Regions from separate parts of the Mus musculus genome. Here region 2 is linked to region 1. A link is a contact called in public HiCAR-type data. All regions are on one chromosome and are shown on one strand. Each heading gives the region's core, a stretch centred on a gene start, on an enhancer-like site or on the middle of the called end of the contact. The rest is flanking DNA. Distances are from core to core; before and after follow the strand shown. Region 1 overlaps Gabbr2 (gamma-aminobutyric acid (GABA) B receptor, 2). Region 2 overlaps Anks6 (ankyrin repeat and sterile alpha motif domain containing 6).

Evidence for each region. HiCAR-type assays count read pairs that join an accessible place to other places.
Region 2: a contact with region 1 is called in a HiCAR-type map of astrocytes, with 2.4 times the contacts expected there. The contact joins two enhancer-like sites. A contact is called at or near these places in 1 of 15 datasets of contacts at CTCF or cohesin (large pre-B cells), 14 of 484 Hi-C or Micro-C datasets (the CH12 cell line, ECoMG myeloid progenitors, the G1E-ER4 cell line and 7 more), 3 of 115 datasets of contacts at active chromatin or transcription factors (T-cell acute lymphoblastic leukemia, astrocytes and embryonic stem cells) and 4 of 9 other capture datasets (adipose tissue, embryonic stem cells, liver and 1 more).

What each region holds. Positions count from the first base shown.
Region 1 is chr4:46,851,482-46,857,923 of GRCm38.p6, reverse strand. The region is part of intron 2 of Gabbr2 (gamma-aminobutyric acid (GABA) B receptor, 2); the gene reads left to right. It overlaps Gm32208 (a long non-coding RNA gene), which reads right to left. Exons shown (of 4, transcript XR_390546.4): 1 at 1-6,442. Among named protein-coding and RNA genes, the nearest start is that of Gm32208, 5.0 kb to the right of the region's middle. Within about 2 kb of position 2,818, at least 47 of the 459 cell types and tissues checked have an H3K27ac peak or open chromatin away from gene starts, as enhancers often do. A contact at or near this core is called in astrocytes, where this site is marked.
Region 2 is chr4:47,033,400-47,039,841 of GRCm38.p6, reverse strand. Anks6 (ankyrin repeat and sterile alpha motif domain containing 6) reads left to right here. Exons shown (of 16, transcript NM_001356426.1): 7 at 1-172; 8 at 879-928; 9 at 3,923-4,126. Among named protein-coding and RNA genes, the nearest start is that of Anks6, 21 kb to the left of the region's middle. Within about 2 kb of position 3,166, at least 39 of the 459 cell types and tissues checked have an H3K27ac peak or open chromatin away from gene starts, as enhancers often do. A contact at or near this core is called in astrocytes, where this site is marked.

The sequences.
Region 1 (6,442 bases), core at 1,569-4,068:
TGGGCACAGTGACTGTCTGTAAGATTAGTCTACATGCAGCCACGCAATGGTGGCATAGACCTTTAATCCCAGACTTGGGAGACAGAGGCAGGTGGATTTCTGAGTTCGAGGCCAGCCTGGTCTACAGAATGAGTTCCAGGACAGCCAGGGCTACACAGAGAAACCCTGTCTCGAATAGTTTCCATTCCTAGTGAGACTCCATTAGAGAAAACTAAGGTTTCCTTTGTGGGCAGTTATCAACTGGAGATAGCTCCTAGGTTAGGGATGGGGCTTGTGTCCAGTTCCCCCTTAGCACTGGGATCACATCGGGCCTAGACCTGTGCAGACCCTGTGCATGCCACCTCCGTGTCTGCAAGTTCAAATGTGCCTTGGTCTTACTGTGTTGGGAAGGCCTTGTTTCCTTTGTGTCTTCCATCTCCTCTGACTTTAAATACTTCTCTTTCCTTTCCACAGGGTCCCCTGAGCCCTGGGGGGAGAGACTTGATGGAGGCATCCCCTCTAGAACAGAGTCTCCAAGGTCTCTCACTCTCGCTACGTTGTATGGCCCTGGGTATTACCTAGTATGAGTCTCTTATAAAGGCCGAATAAGAAATTGATCTAGGAGACTGATAGAGCAGGATGTTGTTAGAAATCATTTTATTGCCGCATTCCTTTAACAGAACAATGATTTTTAGCTTCCCCTAAGGATCCTGGTCTACTTAGTCTCAGGTTCTTGGCCACTCAAGTAATGTCAAGAATGAGTTCCATCTCGTGGAGGGGCCTTGAACCTAGTCAGATGTTGGTTGGTCACACCTACAAGCCGTGTGCCACTGTTATACTAGTGATCTCGCGGGTCACCATTGCAGATGGAAGAGCTCATGGCTGGGTTAATGCTTACCTTGCTCCTCTGTAGACTACAGAGTCCCTTCCAGTATCATGGACACCAGTCAGTAGGGGGAAGGCTTAGGCAGGCACCAGCTCGACTTTCCGTGGTCGTGAGTTTTATAGGCGGTGTCTTCAGCAATAAGGCCTTACCATCAGTTTGTAGAGAGGAAACAGTAACCTTGGAAACAGCCTGGGTGGTTTGGAGGTTTCCATGGGGCCCCTTAAGAATCTTTACAAGCCGGGCAGTGGTGGCGCACACCTTTAATCCCAGCACTTGGGAGGCAGAGGCAAGTGGATTTCTGAGTTCGAGGCCAGCCTGGTCTACAAAGTGAGTTCCAGGACAGCCAGGGCTACACAGAGAAACCCTGTCTCAAAAAATCACCAAAAAAAAGAAAGAATCTTTACAAAAAACAATGGAGAGCTAAGGAGGTAACTCAGTGGTAGAGCAGTTGCCTAACATGTATGAAGCCCTAGGTTCAATTCCTGAAAAAAAAAAATAGGTATAAAATTTTTGTTTCTTAGCATTGAATTGAAACATGCACAAAGCATTGATGCCGTGCCACATTTTCTAAGGAAAATTGCATTCTCTTCTTTAAACTGCCCAGTGAGTCCTCACTGGCCATGCAGAGACCTCCCTGCAAAGGATCCTGGTACGCAAGAGGAAGAACCACATTCTAAGAACAAAACTACTGAGCCCCGGCCCCGCCCCTGGTGGCATGTGACTGTGTCCAGGTCAAGTTAACTCTCTGAGCTTCTGTTTTGCCAACTATAAAACCAAAGGATCCGAGTCAGTTCCACCTAGACTGTGAAATTGGTGAAGATCGAAATGAGGCTGAAGAGAGTGTGGAGAGATGATCCGGTCAGTTAAGAGCTGGGCATACATGGGATAAGGATCTAAGTTCCATCCCCGGGGCCTACATGAAAGCCACGCCAAGCCCATGTCTATGACCCTAGTGTCAGGGGTGGCGGGGGACAGCTGGATCCTTGGGGCTTGCTCACCAGCCAGTCCCACCGAGTCAGTAGCTCCAGGTTCAGTGAGAAGCCTTGTCTCATACAATGAAGAAAATAATCGGGAAACACACTTGAGGCCTCTGGCCTTCCCACAGGACCCATGCATGTGTGCACACACACACAAACACACAACAATCATGAAGAAGGGAATGTATTTGGGAAAGATTTTAGGTCGCCGGACATAGCATGGCAGTCTGTGAGGAGGGACTGTGGGAACTGTGGAGTCCCTCCCCCTGCTCTGCTTGCTGAGTGACCACGGGGAAGCAGTGTGTAACCTCTGTGAACGCAGTCTCCGCATGCAAAGACTTCAGTGGGCACTCGCAGCTGCCTCCCCGGGTTGCTCTGCACTTTCAGTGAGAATGCGCACACACCCAGTCCTTCCTGCGTGCCTTCTCCTTCCTCGTACAATAACACCAAGGAATCAAAGCATCGAATGCAACGCCCAGCCTTACCACTCTCTCATGCAGTCCAGTTCTCAAGCCAGTTTCTCCCAGAGGAAACAAAGACAACAGTGCCTCTTCTGCCTCCCTTTCCAGTTGTTCTGAGTTCCCACAGGGTTGGGTGGAATGTAGGGAGGACCGGCTATGAAGGTGAGACGCATATGTTGAATGGTTGGGTGTTTCTTATTGAGAAAAAGGCAACCCCATTAGCAGGCAGGAGGAATGTGGTTCCCCTGGTGGCTCTAGCCCAGGCCGCTTCCGACTCGGATTTAATACACGTGCGCAGTACCCCAAAGGCCTCTGTGGGAACCTGGCCTCAAGCAGAACGCACCAGCGTGCCAGGCATTCATTCTCCCTCATTAACTCGGGGACACTTTGCAGCCACTCTGTACCACACGAATCTTCACGACATTGAAATTGAAGCACTTAGTTTCCAAACAGCCTTGGCCCGGGGCTCGAGGGCAGCGGCGGCCTGGCACTGCCCCTAGGTGGCCCCCCAGTTCCCAGTGCGCATGCCCGGTGTCTTTGTCTATGTCCTGGCTCCAGCCACAAACACTGTTTTGGCAGAAGCTTCCTGAGAAAGTTGTGTTGCATTCAGCTCGGCTGAAAGGGACCCAGGATGACAAACACCTCCCTCATTTAATTACGGGCACAGCCAGCAAACCCACAGCGAAAGATTAAACCTAGCAGAGAAAAGAGCAAGCCTCCATCATGCCTCCCCTCCCACCTGGCGCAAGTTGCCTCCCAAGCTCTTAGCAACCGTGGCCACCCCTGCTAACCCCAACCCCTAGGGATGATTTACGTCTGCAGAAGAGCTCAGTACAGGTGCCCCAGACCAGGTAAAAAAGGAATTGCATTCAGACCAGAATTTGTCAGTGGCTTGGAATCTAATAAAGATAGTGAGGTTGGACGATGTATTTATCCACAAAGGAGTTAGGTAAAAGGCAACTGTCTAACTAAATCGGGTTTTAAAAAACAAACCACCCTCCCCCTCCAAACCACAAGGTCCTTCATCATTTTCTTTGGCTGCCAGGAACCTTTGGAATCTCTGGTCCAGCTCATCCTTGCAGAGATGAGAAGGGCAGCAGCTTCTCATGTCGATGATTCGCCCTTCTGGCCTCTGGGATGGAGAGCTCCAGTCTTCTGGTTTCTTAAGTGTCCTTGAGATTTTTGTCACTCTCCACTTCTGCCTCCATTCTGGGGGTCTCACTGCTGAAGCAGTGACCAGCTCCTCACGCAGACCCTAAACTCTCGAGAGGCATTCTACTGCAAGACATCTCCCACTGGAGAGAACACTCCTAGCCTCCTTCACGTGCCACTCTGATAGTTAAGTGTATGCACCCCAGAATTTACCAGAACGATCCACACCCTCCGTGGAAACGTCTGTAGCTGAGAGATAAACTCCCTTCTAAGTAACCCAGAGCATGTTATCTCCACCAAGCTCCATCACATCTCTGGGGAGGGGTAAGCCCTAGGTGGTTGCCTACCTCTGCTCAAGGCTCAAGGCTCTACGCCAGGCTGCAGAAAAAGAACCAAAAAAAAAACCATTAGGCCAGCTCCACATCTTGCTTCCTGACCTTGTGTGGTTTATGTCACATGGGCACAGAATCGTCATTTGGAAAATAGCTGCTACTTCTGAAGCAGGGCCGTGCTTTCCGTGAGGAGAGACAGCACATGGGGTCCCGGCGATTCATTTGATGTCTATTTACTTTTTACCTGGATCAACAGAGGATGTTAAGTTCCCATCATGCACTGCTATAAGGATTGTTTTTTTTCTGGGCCATAAAAACCCCGCTTCCCAGAATGCAGTTCCCTCTCTCCATCACTTTTCTAGGTATTTATTCTGTTTGAATTCAGAAGGACATGTGACAATGAAGGGGGAAAGCCATTTAGTTACCCAGTGATGGGCCGCTTGAGGTAGAGAAACCATGTTCCAATTTCCTGATCATGTAAGTGAGGGGGTCTCTAACTCAGAACTCAGGAAACATTTGCTGATCTTCAAGGCAATTGTTACTTTATGAGGCAAGTTTAGGATTTGCTTAATCTAGATGCTCTCTAATGTCCAGAACGGCAACAAACCCTGCCGCCACCAACTCTGATGTGTATGTCTCTCTCTCTCTCTTTCTGTGTGTGTGTGTGTCTGACTGTATGTATTTGTGTATATATATATATATGCCTCTCTGTGTGGGTGTGATTGTGTCTATTTGTTTATGTATATATGTGTGCCTGTGTGTCCTTTTTGTATGTGCCTGTATGTATGCATTTGTGTAGGTGTATGTATGTCTCTCTGTGAGCAATGGCAGATCCCCCTAGAATCCCAGCATCAAGACTTCAGATTACACAGTTGTGTGCCACAGAGTAGCCAGCGTGAAGCCAGAGCAAAGGCAAGGCCTCGGACAGCACCACCATGCTGCTCCTGTCCAGGTCCCACAATACGCTGCAAGTGCGGACACTACAGTGTCCCCGGCTGTCTGTGCCAAGTGATCCCAGCTGATCACCCCGCTGATCCCCAGGATGACAAGTACACAGTGGGCACGGTTAGTACTCTCTGTGCTCATCAGTTGGGAACTGGAGAGTTAGAGGCTCAGACTCTGCCAGGAAACAGGTCAGTGGTCACGAGAGGCTGAGGCAAGGATGATACAGCTGTATTACCAGAAAATAGTAAAAGATAATATGCACAGATCCTGTAATAAGACTATGGGTTAAGTCACTCAGCACATGGGAGGCTGGGGCAAGAGGATCAGGAGTTCAAGGCCAGTGTTATCCTGATTCACCAACAAATAAAATACAGATAGAATAAAATGAGAAGCTCTTCCACCATACCGAGGACAAGCACCAAGAGCTGTAACCACAAGAGAAAATAGGACAGATAAGGATTTAGAGAATAAAATGATGGTTCCGATGACTAGGTGTTCCAGAGGAAAGGCAGGGTTGTAGAGGGATGTTATATAAGAGGCAGACATGATGTGACATATATGCTATATACATATATACAGACGTATATAACACATGTAATATATCATAGAATATGGTGCACAAAAACTATATACAATATTAAATATTTAAAACATAGTATACTTATTTTATGTATGCATGTTTTGAAGACTTAAATGTATCAATTGAAGAATTTCTTATATCCCATACCAAACTGAGAATGCCACACCCAGATCTTTGCTGGCAAAGTGTTTAAGTTCCAAGAACAAAGAAAAACAATCTTTCAGACCCACAGGCAAAGAAAGCCAGGCACCCACAAGTAAAGAGCCATCGGGTTTGCTCCAGTTGCCTTCTTTGCCTCATTCTGCACTTACAAAGAGAAGAAGTTGGCCAAGAGTTTTCTACCCAGCTGTTTAGCCTTGTGTCAAGGCAGCAGAGGGCTAAGCCAGGTCAGTAAGGTTACAACTTCTTCCTTTCTTCAGGACATCAAGAGGTGCTCCTTCAGGCTGATACCTGGAGCAAGGTAAATTTATACAACCAGAAAGGCAATGAAAACAAAGCTGTACTTTAAATGGAAGCCCAGAAAATGAAATGGAACATAAAAAGATCATGAGAGGCAATGAGACAAGAAATTCATGATCAAGTGCTTATTGCAGTAATAAGTGTATATGCTTGTACCTCTTGTACCTGGTGCCTCCTGGAATCATCTGTCTGCCTGCCTGCCTGCCTGCCTGCCTGCCTGCCTGCCTGTCTGTCTGTCTGTCTGTCTGTCTGTCTATGTGATATACATAGATAGATATAGTAATCTTGGTAGAGTATAAATAAAAGGAGCTCAAAGCTATGATGGGCAAACATAACCATAAGTTAATAAGGGTAATGTTATTGCTATCAAGGAAGATGCAGCACAAGAAGCAGTAAGTGACAGAGGTTTATTTTGCCTTCATAAATATTTCAGTTCTTGGTGCAGCCCGTGAATATCTATTAAGTACCTGCTGTTCACACTAGGCAAGGATACGCATGGCTGAAAAATAAAGACACAATTGTGATGAACGTTTATGCTCAAAACAACATAAATTCAAAGGCAACAGAGCCAAACCTCCTGAAACTCACGCACGAGCTGCTCAGAGACAAAAGCGGGAAGGAAGTGTAACAGCCTCACAGCCTTTGATAGATGAAGTAAACAAAGGCACGGA
Region 2 (6,442 bases), core at 1,917-4,416, 180 kb before region 1:
TTCCGAAAGCTCAAACTTATGCAGACACTGCCACGCGGGCTGGCTGCCAACCAACCTTTGCCTTTCTCTGACGAGCCTGAGCTGGCGCTGGACTCCACCATGCGGGCACCCCCCCAGGACAGGACTAGCCACCTTGGGCCACCTGAAGCAGCCCATGCAACCAAAGACAGTGGTGAGAAGAGCTGCACCCGGGGTGGGTGCCAACGGGGACACCAAGGCCCAGGCTCCACCTGCTGAACTCTAGCAGGCCATGAGATGAGACACAGGACCAGCGGCTGATCTGGGAGACACTAGAATAGGCACATGCCATGCTGATTGTAGTAGAGTGGTCAGCAGTAACCTGCAGAGGAGCTCTGAGGTCTGGTTCTTCACTTCCTACTAAGAACTACAGGCCAGGCACGGCCTTTGATGGTTGGTGTCTTCACCATCCAGCGTGATTGACTTGTGGTACTGAAAGGGTTTTGAAACACAGGGAGTTCACACAGTAAGGTGGTGAGCCTCACACCACTGGGGGCATTTAGCTGACCGAAGGACCTTGCCAGGTTGCTGAAGGATTTCCAGATTGGAAGGAAAACAGATTTGATAAGATCCCTCCAGCAGTCAGATTCCCATCCTGGATCGACCCCTTTGGTACTACTGTTAGAGACAGACTATTGAGTGGGCATGCTACTACTATCTGACCCAGCAAGGCAGAGGCTGGAAACGTACTCTGAGAGGACTTTAAATGTCTTCCATCTGTCAGTATATTGAACACCAATTGTTATTAAATATTTACGTCCCCAGGAGAGCTGAATTTCCAGGATGTGGGGGCCCCGGCACCACTCTGCAGGCGGTGGTCACAGGGAGGCCATTTCAGGAAGCTTTTGTTTGTTCTGCAGGTCCTGGGAACCCAAGAAGAGAGAAGGGAGATGTGTTACTGACAACCATGGTGAGTGGGTGCCTAAAAGCATGAGAGGCAAGAGAGGCTGTGCCCGGCCCGTGGACCCTCAGCAGAACAGAGGTTTCTGTACTGGTTACTAATGCCCAGTCTGTCACACTCAACATGACTGCCGGTCCGTGGCAGCTTGATTCTGAGGAGGAAGGGTGTGAGTGTTTGCCTCCATGGTAGCCACAGGTAGAGGGATGGTCAGATGGGTACCATCCAGTGGAGCACTGGCTTCCATGGATCAGAGCAGATGCCAGCCTTGAACTGCGAATGAAGCCTTGTGAAGACTTGGGGTCTCACACAACCCAAGGTGGCCCCACAGTTGCTGTGTAGCCAAGGGTAACTTAACATCTAGTCCTCCTGCTTCTGTCAACCAAGTGCTGGGATGAAGGGGATCCATCATGCCAAGTCATACAGTATCTGGGCCTCATGTGTGCACCATGCTAGGGAAACACCATTCCAGTGTTTCCCAGGTCCCCAGACCTTAGCGGCTACATCCAAGTCCTGGCCATGTGGTAGGGACCAGATGGGAGAAATTGACAGGCAACCAGCATTAGCAGGAAGACTCACCATTCTGGTTAAGTGGGGGAGCTGAGGAAGGGGTGTTTCTAGTCTAGAAGGGCCTCAGTTTCCTGACCTGTAAGCTTAGAATTAGGGTAAGCTAAGAGTATTAGAAGCCCCTGAGGTCATAGTGACACAAATGAGACAGCAGCTTACTCCACAGCGTTGGGGACCTCAGTTCGTCTATTCTCAGGTTTCTATTGATCAAGATTACCTCATAGTCCAAGAGGGCTTCCATAGCTCTGGCCGTTACGTCCTGTGTTAGACTTTCCAATGCTTAGTCAGAGCATTTTGAGTAAAACTTAAAAGGAAGGTTTTTGTTTTTTGTTTTTTTTTTTCATTTTGGTTTTTGTGTTTTTTTCATTTTGGTTGTTTTTAGCATATGTTCTAGAAGTTCCCGTCTATGATCTCTTGGTTCTGTGGCTGAGGCTCTGGGGTGACACTGAATGTCACGTGAAGGAAAACCATTCAGTTTGTGTAGTGAGGAAGAGGGAGGGGATCCCCATGTCACTTCTGCTCAGGGCAGAAGGCTTCCAGTCGAGTCACGTGGCCACAGCACACTGTGCAGACTGGCCCCTGAAATCTGTCCAGGTGACCAGGTTCCTATTAAACAACAGGAATGTCATTGCTAAAGAGATGTGGAAGGTAGATCCTGGTAGAAAAGCTGCCTCTAACTAAGGGGTGGTTATCATCCCAGCGGTAGTTTTGAAAGGAGATTGTCTCCCGGGAGGCCTTCAGCCTAGTGCTGTCTGATCTTGACTGTTACCTCACCTCTCTGGGCTTGATGTTCTCTGGTACCAAGACTCTCCTGGTTAGAGCACCTTGGCACTGAGATGCTAATTCTGGCCAGCAGAGGGCAGTATTGTCAAGGACAGGCAAGCCGGAGCAACTTGCCTACCAAGCCTAGGCAGGGTAGTTAGGTACCGAGCTGCCAAGCAAGTGGTCTCTGCCTTTGTCCACACTTTGCCTGTCCGTTGGGTGTAGTTAGGGTCTCCCAAGATGATTAAGATCACACATCCAGAGTGAGTCACGGTGGCATTTTTAGTTTTCATCCTTTGTGGTTTTTTTTCTAAGCATTTTTAGTATCTAGGATTGTGGAATCAGGTTATACTAAGACCAGCAAACACCTCAGCACTTCCTAAGTGTTCAGCTCTGTGCACATTCTCACCCAACCTCCCCAGAGCTGCGCACGACCAGTGGTATTACCATTTCCCCTCAGTGTCTTGGAACTGATTTATTAACAATTTCCCATAATCTTTTCCATGTCATTAAAACCTTGTTTAGCCACATCATGTTTAATAGCCGTGTGACAGGACATTCCATCAGAGTGACTTCACCCAAGACAGACCCCTGGGAGTTAGGGAGGGGCTTCTGTAGCTCTTTGCAATTTTAACAGCTCTGTGAACATCCTTATACTGCAGTCTCCTCGGCTTCCTGACACCCCTCAGGCAAAGAATGTGAAAGTCGTTGCTTCCAGAAGTGCCGTAGAAGTGCCCGTCTGTGGTGGGCTGGCTGCCCTGAGTATCTAGCCCAGCTTTTGTCAGATAGGGGAAGCCTGTCCATTCCAGAGAGGATGATGCCCATTTACAGACTGGCGGAGAAACAGCTTAGCCTGTGAAAAGAAGCCTGGGAGGCTTGCTGCCAGCCTTGGCACTCTTCTGTCCTACTGCTTGTGTGCAGCAGAGGACACCAGTGGGCTCACTCGGTGGCTCATGGTGGATGGATAGCTGCGGGCCCATGGTGCTGTTGGCCCCAGGGTGGATGTTTGCAGCTACTGGTGCAAAGCTGCCCTCCTGCTCGCCTGCCCACCCCCGGGGCAGGGTTAACCGTGGGATGTCTGTCCCTGTGGAGGACCATCTGGCACCATGTTCAGCCTTCCCTTAATTAAAATAAACGTGGACATTGGAATGCTGCTGCAGACATCCAACAGTCAGTGCGGTGTGGATTGTATACTGACCCCAGTGTAGGTTCACAGAGTAAAATTATGTCACAGTTGAAGAAATGTCCACAGTGGAGCCATGGCCAGGGCATGGTGGGCGTGAAGGGAGTGTGGTTGGGCTTGCAGCCCCCAGCTTCTGCCCCTTATGCTTATCCCAGCATGGCACATGCTGGCTTTGTGTCTCTGCACCTCCTGCTGTATCCCTGGCTCTAGGCATGCCTATATTCTGCCCATCCTATGTCTGGAATGTTCTTTGCCCCATCCCCTTTGTATGCTACTTTAGCATCTCTTAGTCTCTGGTTTGCTGTCTCCTGTCCATACCCTCCTCTTGCCACAGTGCCCTGGGTTACTGGAAGGAGAGCCTGCAATGCTGTCTGGGCTCCCGTTGCCAGTGGAGAAGTGTGCAGAGGCTCTGTCATCTATGGTGCAGGGAGCCCGGCTCCTTCCCCAGAGAGGGAGCTTCCAGGGCCCATCTAATCCTGGCTCATCTTTTTCAGCTGCGAAACGGAGCGCCCTTCCCCCGGCTCCCCAGTGACAAGCTAAAGGCCGTCATCCCACCCTTCCTGCCCCCGTCCAGCTTTGAGCTGTGGAGCTCTGACAGGTCCCACACATGTCACAACGGGAAGGCAGACCCCACGAAGACTGCACTACCCCCAAGAGCCAGCAGGGCCCACCCCGTGGGCTGTGTGGGCACAGACGGTGTAAGTCGCCCGGTTGCTGGACCGTGATACTGCTCACAGAGATCTGGGTGTGTGGCTAGCAGAGGGACCTCAGACACTAGGACCCAGGGTCACAGCATGTGGAAGGTTTAAAGTGTTGCAGGGATGGGTGTGGGGGCAGGGACCTCTGGCTTCTCCCTGGGGAGCACGGTGTGAGCATGTACTCAAGCTCTGTCACCTCTCCTTCAGCTGGTGAGGGAAGTGGAACCCAGCGGAAGAAGTGACCTGCGGAATGACGTACTGACAATCATTGGCCTGGTGGGGGAGGGTGAGAAATGGGGTTCTTGGACTCTAATCAACTATATAATGTTGCTCAGGGCTGTGACCAAGAACACACACTAGGGGGCCGCTGTGTGCACTCCTGGTGCTTTTGTGGGAGGACACACCTGTCCCTTTGACCTCAGTAAAATCTCTCATCTGGAGCCATCTGCCGGTTTCTGAGCTGCCCAGCTTAGTCCCTGTCAGCAGGCCAGGTGTCTTTGGGTGTGTAGACGGTCTACAGTGTGCTTGCAGTAAGTGAGTAAGTTGTAGACGAGGTCTCAGAACAGGTCTTGCTGCTTTGGTGGCTGAGTGGCAGCAGACACCTGGATTTCTGCTGTGTTCATGAGGCAAGGCTGTCCCAGGGCTGGGCACTCTCAGGTCCTAGTGAGACAGGGATCCTGGTGCGTTGAGTGAGGTGAGGTAGGACTGTCCGATAGGCAGAGCGTCCCTTGATTTCTTCCCCTGGCTGCCTTTTTTGAAAATGTGACTAACCCCAAGTTCCCGGATGTCAGTGCTCGGGATTCGTTCCCTCAGCAAGCATTCCTGACCCCTTCCTCCATGGAGCCTAGAGCAGCAGGCACGGCGCCTACAAGAGGTATCTGAGCACCCAGAAGACAAATGTGTGTTCCAGGAGCCAGGAGGCCACCAAGAAGGCTTCTGGGGTCACCCATTGGAGGGAGAGCATAGGGGTGAGGCCTCGCGCTCTGCTCACCTCAGACTGGATCCTTCCTTACAGTACTGTGTGTGCTGAGGCAAGTGTGGCTAGGGCTGTGCCCCCGCTGAGGCTCATGGGAGAGACAGGAGATTCTCTCCCAAGGACACAACACTCCTGTGGACTCTTCTTGACATACACTGGCTTGTGGCTGCATCCCTTCAGCCCCTGCCTCTGTGGTCACTCAGCCTCTCTCGTCAGAATTGCCCGTGTCCCAAGGCAGCCTGAGACTATACTCAGGGAGCACATAGGTGACCCAGGCAAGTTTCTTGTTCTGTTCTGCTCTTCCTTCCTTCTTCCTTTCTTCCTTCCTTCTTCCTTCCTTTTCTCCTTCATTCCTTTTTTTTTTTTTTTAAAGATTTTAGTTTTAGTATATTTTTTTTTTTGAGTATTTTACTGCATGTGTGTACAGTGTTTGCAGAGGCCAGAAGAGAACATCAGATCCTTTGGAACTGGAATTGCAGATCATTGTGAGCCACCATGTGGGTGTTAGGAATCAAACCTGGGTCCCCTGAAGGAGCAGCTGATGCTTCTAACCTCTGAGCTGTCTTTCCAGTGCCATGTTTCTGTCCCCTTAAGTTCTTAGCACAGGCGCACCATTGATAAGTATCTCTGAGATGGTGGCACTTGACAGCATTTACGGGTTCTAGAGATGAGGACACTAACCTGTCTTCTGAGGGCCACCATCCCGTCCATTGCAGCCTTTGTTCCTTATGAGTGCTTCCAATATGCTCAGGCTAGGATGAAGGACAGTGCTTAGAGAGGAGAGCAGGTCTCTCAGTAGCCTTCAGGTCACCAAGGATCAACAGAGTCAGTGGTTAGAGTGAGCTTGCATGCACAGTCTGTGGTCAGGCTACATGGATGTCCAGGTTTCTGGGATAGGGGCAGTGGCATGACAGGGAGCCAAGCCTAGGATACCTTGGCAGAGACACATGCTTTGTGACCAGAGGACAGGGCATCACTATAAGGAGTGAGAAGGATGTTGGTGACGGTCCTAAAGGCACAGAGTGACTGCCCAAGAGCCAAGAGAGTCTTGGTACAGTGTGGGGCAGGTCCTCCTGGAGGGAAAATGGCCAGAGCACTGCCACCTGGAGGAACTGAGCTAGACAGGACTCACAGGACATGATTCAGGCTGAGCAGCAAAGATAGCTTGACAGAGGAAGGCTGGACCCCGGGTAGACCTTGTCTTGGATACACTGAAGCTTCCCCTGGTTTTCAGTGAGGGGCTTCCTTAGCACTTCCCGGAGGGCACTCTGACTTATGAGACTGGTGTCAAGCAGCCAGTTGTTGGGACGGTGCTCCACTGCCCAGCCGAGGTAATGGGT